Regions from separate parts of the Mus musculus genome. Here region 2 is linked to region 1. Evidence: chromatin contacts called from public Hi-C data. All regions are on one chromosome and are shown on one strand. Each heading gives the region's core, a stretch centred on a gene start, on an enhancer-like site or on the middle of the called end of the contact. The rest is flanking DNA. Distances are from core to core; before and after follow the strand shown. Region 1 has its middle 19 kb from the start of Gm36862. Region 2 holds the start of Hpcal1 (hippocalcin-like 1).

Region 1 (3,162 bases), core at 75-2,574:
CCCCCACCAAACCCTTAGCATCCACCAAAACAGCACCCTTCTCTGGACAGCAATCTTCCAGACCCTGATGGGGTGAGGACACCCTCAGGGCACCCTGTTCCTCCTTTCCCATCCTTAAGCTCTGCAAGGGGTTGGGATTTGTTTCTTTACTCCTAGACCTTCTTTCTAGAACAGCACCCGGCTCCAATGCTGAGTGTTGTTTGAGATAAGCTACTCCAGAGACAGTGATGGAGGCTTGGAGTCCTTTGACTGGCCCTGGTGCATCTCAGACACGTGGACTATCTTAACCCAGCATTCAGCTGGTCTCTTCTTTGCTTCATTCAATATGTCCTCCATCTTAGTGGTAACACTGAGAAAGACTGGCTGTGCTGGGATAGAGCTCAGAGCTTGCTTAGCATAAGAGGCTCTGGGTTCCAGGCCTGTCATTGTAAAAGGGAGGAAGGGAGACAGAAAAGGAGAAGAGACAGGGAGGGAGGGAGGGAGGGAGGGAGGGAGGGAGGGAGGGAGGGAGGGAGGAAGGAAGGAAGGAAGAAAGAAAGGAAGGAAGGAAGGGCAGAAGGGAGGGTGGGAGAGAGAGACATACAGTGCTTGCCCTGCCTCTGCTTCTCATACTTGACATACCCCTCCTTATGAGCAGGAGCAGAAGCAAGGCAGTCCTGTGAGAAGAACTAGGTAGGGCCAGCCGTCAGTGCCCATAGAGCCATGGCTCCACAGTCTGGATGGCTGCCATGCTCTGCTCTCCACTCCCCACCATCTTCCTGGAGGCCACATGACTGTTAGCATGGGGTGGTTGTTTGTAATTCTCACATCATCCTTTCTATAGTTCTGGGACAGATACAACTTCTCACCAGTGAGGAGGCTGCAAACCAGAAAGGGAGCTCTACTTCCTGCCCCATGATCCTCTCCGGGTTCTGTCTTCAAGCACCCATGCTACATTTAGGATCTGTGTCACTGTAACGAGGCTCTGCATGCATGGCGTTTTCCCTCCAAAAGGCTGGGCCCTCCGGCTCCGAGGAGCTACGGTCCTGAGGGCCCTGCCGTCCAGTACAAACCCCAGCCTCCCTCAGGCTCTATTTGTGAAGGGCACCTCTTTGCCTGCTCCTGGTTTAGAGACAAATATGGCTCCTTTCTGCATCTGGTTCCTAACCAGGCATCGGTCCTGTGGGTCTTTCAAAGAGATTTGTCCCCATGGAGCCTCCCTACTGTTCCCTGGACAAGTGAGAGGCAGGGCAGATCGTGAAGCAGCCGCCTCCCAGCAGGGTCTGTCTGACCTGTCACAGACCCGGAAGACTGCAGGAACTGAGGGCAGCTGAGCTGATCAGCTGCCCAGATGTCTCCTTGGCACTGTTCTCTGTTTACTCAAGTTCTTTGCCTCTCTCCCTCCTGCCCTCCCCTCCCACGGGCAAGCATGGCTGACAACACGGATTCACTCCCTCACCCTTTCCCAAAGAATCAGTGACTCACAATCCTCCCCCCCCCCCCTGCTCCCGGCCCCCTGAGGGTCTCATTTCCCAGAGGGAGCTAAGGGCTGCAGGTTTTCATCTGGCAAGATTGAAGCTAATATAAGGATTACTCAGAAACCTGGCCAAGCAACTCCTCCTCAGGAGGAGGAATATTTATTTCCATGATAAGCAAGTCAATTCCCAAATCATGATCTGTTTACGTTCAGGTCTCCAGCCACCTGCTCAGCCTCGGAAACAAACTCCAGGTTCCAGGCAAGGAGGAAATGAACACTCTAATTGAGAAAACAGCAGATGGGCCATTCTGGAAGGTAGCAAGTGTCACAGGGAGGTCCTAAAGGATGCAAGCGTCCCCTGCTAGGGGACTTGAGGTGTTCCAGGTGCCCCTTAACACCAGGGAATGGCAGAGAGTAGTCCCTCCTCCCCAAGCAAGCTGTTTGCAGTGACTGGCATAACCAGAGGACAGAGTTCCAGTCCCAGGTGCAAGGCTGGGCAGGCCTGCAGTATGTCTGTCACTTGGGACAGGGATCAGTCTGTAATGCTGGGCTCTGAGCCCTCAACTCAGGAGACTAAGGAAGAGTCAGTAGTGGGTCCATGAGGCCAGTTCTGATGCTTACTGCAGGGGCAGCAATGGGAAGTCCAATAAAACAGAAGAGGCTAAGGACCAGCAGTGACACAGGCACCCCTGGCCTCATGCCACTGCACCAGCAGAAGACACTGGAAGGCTGGTGGGGCCTGGTGCTCCTCTGAAACTTGCTGGTGTGGTAACTCTCGTCCTTGGGTCCCCTCCAGGTCCCTGCAATCCTAAGTGTCCTTATGGTTGTTCGTTGCCAAACTTGGAGAAACCCTGAGTCCCACACTGGATTCTGTTAGCTAGAAGCAGGATGGGAAGGTTGGAGCTGTCTGGAGGGTAGAAGTCCCTTGGGACCTGAAGGAACCCTAGAAACAACTACATTTGAACGTCAGTCCACACTAGAACTTAGACAGGAGAGATGAGTCGGTGTCTCCTAGCTCTTGTGGGTCTAGAACCCAGATTTACAGAGTAAGAGCCCCATCTGATTCCTATAATCCCAAGTTCTAGTCCCCCCAAACAAAACCAATGACCAGTCCTGCAGCTGGACTTGGAATGCTCACTGTTGGCTCGGCCAGTCACTGGGGTAGGGGCTTTCTCTGCTACTCCCAGATGTTAAGGGGCATCCAGAACACCTCAGCTCCCCTAAAGTTGCCACTGCAGATCTCCAGATACTTTCTAGAACAAAGAGGGATCCTTCTCCAGGGCAGCTCCGAACCCCACACTTAGTATCTGCTATGTCTGTAGAACCCTGAAAGGATGCTGAGAGTGTACTGTGAGGCAAGCAGCCAACGTCTGGAAGGGTGCTGTTGGTCAAACAGCAGGTAAACCGGGGCCATTGCCAAGTGTCTGCACTAACACAGCTGTGTGTTTTGGATACCAAGGAAAGGCTAGCTGGAAGAATGCACAGACACGGGTGAGAAGGACTGATGGACAGTGGGAAACGAGGCATGAGGGAGGATGGATCAGGAAGAGCAGTGGTGGTCAGGGCCAGCCTGTGCAGTAAGTTAGAGGCTTGGGGTGGGGGTATGTTCAGGCCCAGAGTTAGTGCAAAGATCCCAACTGTTGTATGTCACAGCGCATATGTGAACACCAGAGGGCAGCTTGTACTGTGGATGTTCTCCTTCTACT
Region 2 (3,232 bases), core at 163-2,662, 110 kb before region 1:
GACCAGGCCGGGAAGAAAGGTTCCTGAAACCCCAGACTGCCAGTCTACAGAGCCGGCCACTTTCTCAACGCAACTCTAATTCCAGATCGACATCCTCCAAGCACTTGTTGAACAAAAGGGCTCGCGAGTCTGTAGTCGCAGCCTTCCGGAACGCTGCCGGGGCGCAGGAGCCTTCCGGGCTAGCGCCCTACGCTGCGAGCTCCCCGCACACCCGAAGGCCGTGTCAAGCAGCCAGTAAGGTGCGGAGAGAAGGCAACGCACCCAGCCGCCTAAACTTTCTCAATCTCTCCAAGCTTTCGCTGTGAAGTTAGATCAAGGAAGGAGGCACAAACCACCGTATAGGAGGAAATGAGAGCGTCATCCTCAATAAAGGCAGAAAAAGATTTAAAGAGATGAGAATCCAATGAAGAGCACCTACTGTGCGCAAGACTCTGGGTCAAGAACTACGTGTAGTACGTTCTCACACTGTCAAGATAGCCCCTGAGGGGCCGCCCTCACTTGATACAGACGCCAACTGCGACTCAAAAAGGTGGCCCATCTCAGTCAGGCTCAGGTCTCAGGGCGGGTCACGGCGAGGCCAGGGCTGGGTTGGTCTTTCCCACTGTCCCAGAGCTGAACACAGCCAAGCGGGTCCCCATCCCTCATCAAAGCTCACAATTATCCAAGTGAACCTTGTGGACCTGCCGCCCCCACCCCACCCCGTGAGGGGTGTCAACGCCCGCTGCCACCAGGCAGGCACTTTGCCCATCGGATTCTAGTCGTACCCTCAGGTTCCTGAGCTACGCACTGCGCGGAGCGACACCAACCGGGGGCTCAGCTTGCCCGGGCAGACCGCCCACGCCCACCCCGCCACCCCCACTCTGCGCACAGCGGCTCCCCCCTCGACCCCGCCAGCACTAGTCCCCATCCCCACCGGCAACTGTGCCCTGACACACAATTCCACAAACGTAGTCTGAAAAGTGCACATCCCATCGAGCGCAACGATCCCCACGAGGACACGCCATTCTAGAGCCACGCCACCGTCCGCGGTCAGCTGCAAGCCCACTACGCAGAGAAACAGGCACCATCAGTACCGGCGCACACACACCCGTTCACTCACAGCCGGGTCGCAGCGAGCGGGTCACACACGCTCCCTCCATGCAACCCCGCAGTCCCGCAGTTTCCCCTTTCCTACCGGCTCTGGAGCTGGACGCGGTCCGCTGGCTTCTCGAGCCCAAGTTCTGCGGTGGCCGAGGCTGGGGAGGTGACCGAGAGAGCGGGCGTTTGCGCTCCCGCAGCCGCCGCGCCTGCTCTGCGACCTTCGCCGCTCGGAGAGACAAAAGGATCCGCCGGCCCAGGAGAGAGCGAGGTGTGGGCGACGGCCGCTCTGCAGGTCCACCACCCGCAGCCGCCGCCAGCCCGGGAAGGAAGGGAAGAGAAGGCGGGACCCGGAGGCGGAGGCCGGGGCGGGGCGCATCGCAAGGGCGGGCACTCAAGTTTCCAACGGACCCGCCTCCTGCTTCGACCACGCCCCCAGTCTTAGCCCCGCCTCAGCCGCAGCCTGGTCACGCCCCCGCCCTTTGCCACACCCGCTGCTGGACCCTCGGTGCGCCCACTCTGGTCCATATAGCTCCCTGATCACTCGCAGATTCTCAGCGCAGCAGAGGATACGATGGGTGTTAAGGCCACTGGGACTCGGGACGGGGAGACTCTGGGGGGGTGGAAGGGGAAGGAGAGCAGGGGAGGGGCCGAGCACTGGCCCCACCTCCCTAACCCTTGGCCTCTGGCCTGCGGGTGGGGAGAGGCCGAGAGGCGGTGCCCAAAAGGGCCGGCCTTACGCCAGCACCCACCCACCCCGCCCCCGCCCCCGCCCCCGCCGTACTTGGAAGGAAGTACAGTCCCAATGGCCAGGGAAGTGGAAAAGAGGCTTGAGTTGCCCTAGGCTCCCCAGGACCATCTGGGATGCCTGCAAGGATCTCCTCCCTCTCCACATCAGTCCCGTGTGCATCTGTCACCCACTTTCCTGCGCGTGGTTTAAGAGAAGAGCTTGGCCTGGAGGTGGAAGACCTACGTTCCAGCTGTAATTACTTCTGCTAACTCATCCAGCCATCTTGCCAAGAAAACCCTTGGATTCCCTCAGCCTCGGTTTCCTCACCAATAAACTGGACAACGAGGAGATCCAGAATCCTTCTTGGGGTCTTTGCCTCCCTGACATTCAGTGTGGTTTCAGTTTCCTGGTGAGGAGGCGGGGGCTTGGTTGACATCTCCCATAATAGGGACATCTGGCCTTGTGGGTCCCAGTGGTGCTTCCTTCAGACTCCCAGCATACTCTGGCAGATCGCACCTGCCATGCCCACCCACTGCAAATATCCCAGAAGACAGGTAACCACAGAAACAGCTTATATGAGGAGCTGGGCGAGCCTGTTGTGCAGAGATGAAACTGTCTCTCTGGCGTCTCTAGGGAAAAACTCAAATCCCTCCTTCAAATCCTCCTCCACAAAAACATGTGAGTGAACTCCTACTATTCAGGAGGCTGCCAGGGGTACCTGTAGTAGAGCAGCTCGGAGGTGGAGCTCTGGGGCCTTCTCCACTCCTCCCTGCCTCTGGTGCAGAAAGGCAAAACTAAACCCAGAGGGCTCAAGGGAATGACAGCTGTGAGAGTTAACAGCGCACCACCTGACTGATTTCGAGGGCTAACCTTTGGGTCTCTCTGGCCATGATCGCTTCCTTCTCAGTAAAGACCCCACGGGAGGTCAGTCTGCCCCTTTCTGTAGCACAGCACCACACAGGTATCTAGGGTTACAGGTAGGAGGTTCCCAGAAAGTGGATGGCTGAGGCAGAAGCCTTCAGATATCCTGTTAGCTAGGGCGGGTTGCTTTGTTCTGTGGTCTCCTATTTGTTCTCATTCAACACAAAAGAGGGAGGCCTCACTCAGACACCCAGAAACCCTCTGGCTTCTATCTAGTGACCTCAGCAGAACCTAAGGTCTTTGCAGGTCACTACTGGCTCTCAGCATTCATTTAAACAACAACAACAACAAACAAACAAAACTAAGATAGCAGAAATGGTACCTCAGGAAGGTCTTTTAGGAGCTGGGCCTGGAAGTAGTCTGAGTCATCTCTGCCCACATTCTTGGTCCAGAATTAGTCATATGAACCTACTTGGTTGTAAGGGGCTCAGGGAGTTATGGCTTTATTGGATGCCTGAACACACACACACACATACACACACACACACACACACACACACGTGC

The links. Hi-C and Micro-C count contacts between places; a contact is called where the count stands out from the background.
Region 2: a contact with region 1 is called in a Hi-C map of uterus, with 1.7 times the contacts expected there. The contact joins the promoter of Hpcal1 here to the enhancer-like site in region 1. A contact is called at or near these places in 17 of 39 promoter capture datasets (the 3T3-L1 cell line, the C10 cell line, the HPC-7 cell line and 12 more), 18 of 484 Hi-C or Micro-C datasets (B cells, the N1E-115 cell line, Th1 cells and 14 more), 9 of 115 datasets of contacts at active chromatin or transcription factors (the SCID.adh cell line, embryonic stem cells, forebrain and 4 more) and 3 of 9 other capture datasets (adipose tissue, liver and pancreatic islet).

The regions. Positions count from the first base shown.
Region 1 is chr12:17,574,368-17,577,529 of GRCm38.p6, reverse strand. No RefSeq gene overlaps it. Among named protein-coding and RNA genes, the nearest start is that of Gm36862, 19 kb to the right of the region's middle. Within about 2 kb of position 1,324, at least 43 of the 459 cell types and tissues checked have an H3K27ac peak or open chromatin away from gene starts, as enhancers often do. A contact at or near this core is called in liver, muscle stem cells, nephron progenitors and 5 more, where this site is marked.
Region 2 is chr12:17,688,989-17,692,220 of GRCm38.p6, reverse strand. It overlaps Hpcal1 (hippocalcin-like 1), which reads right to left and starts at 1,412. Exons shown (of 5, transcript NM_001361645.1): 1 at 1,175-1,412.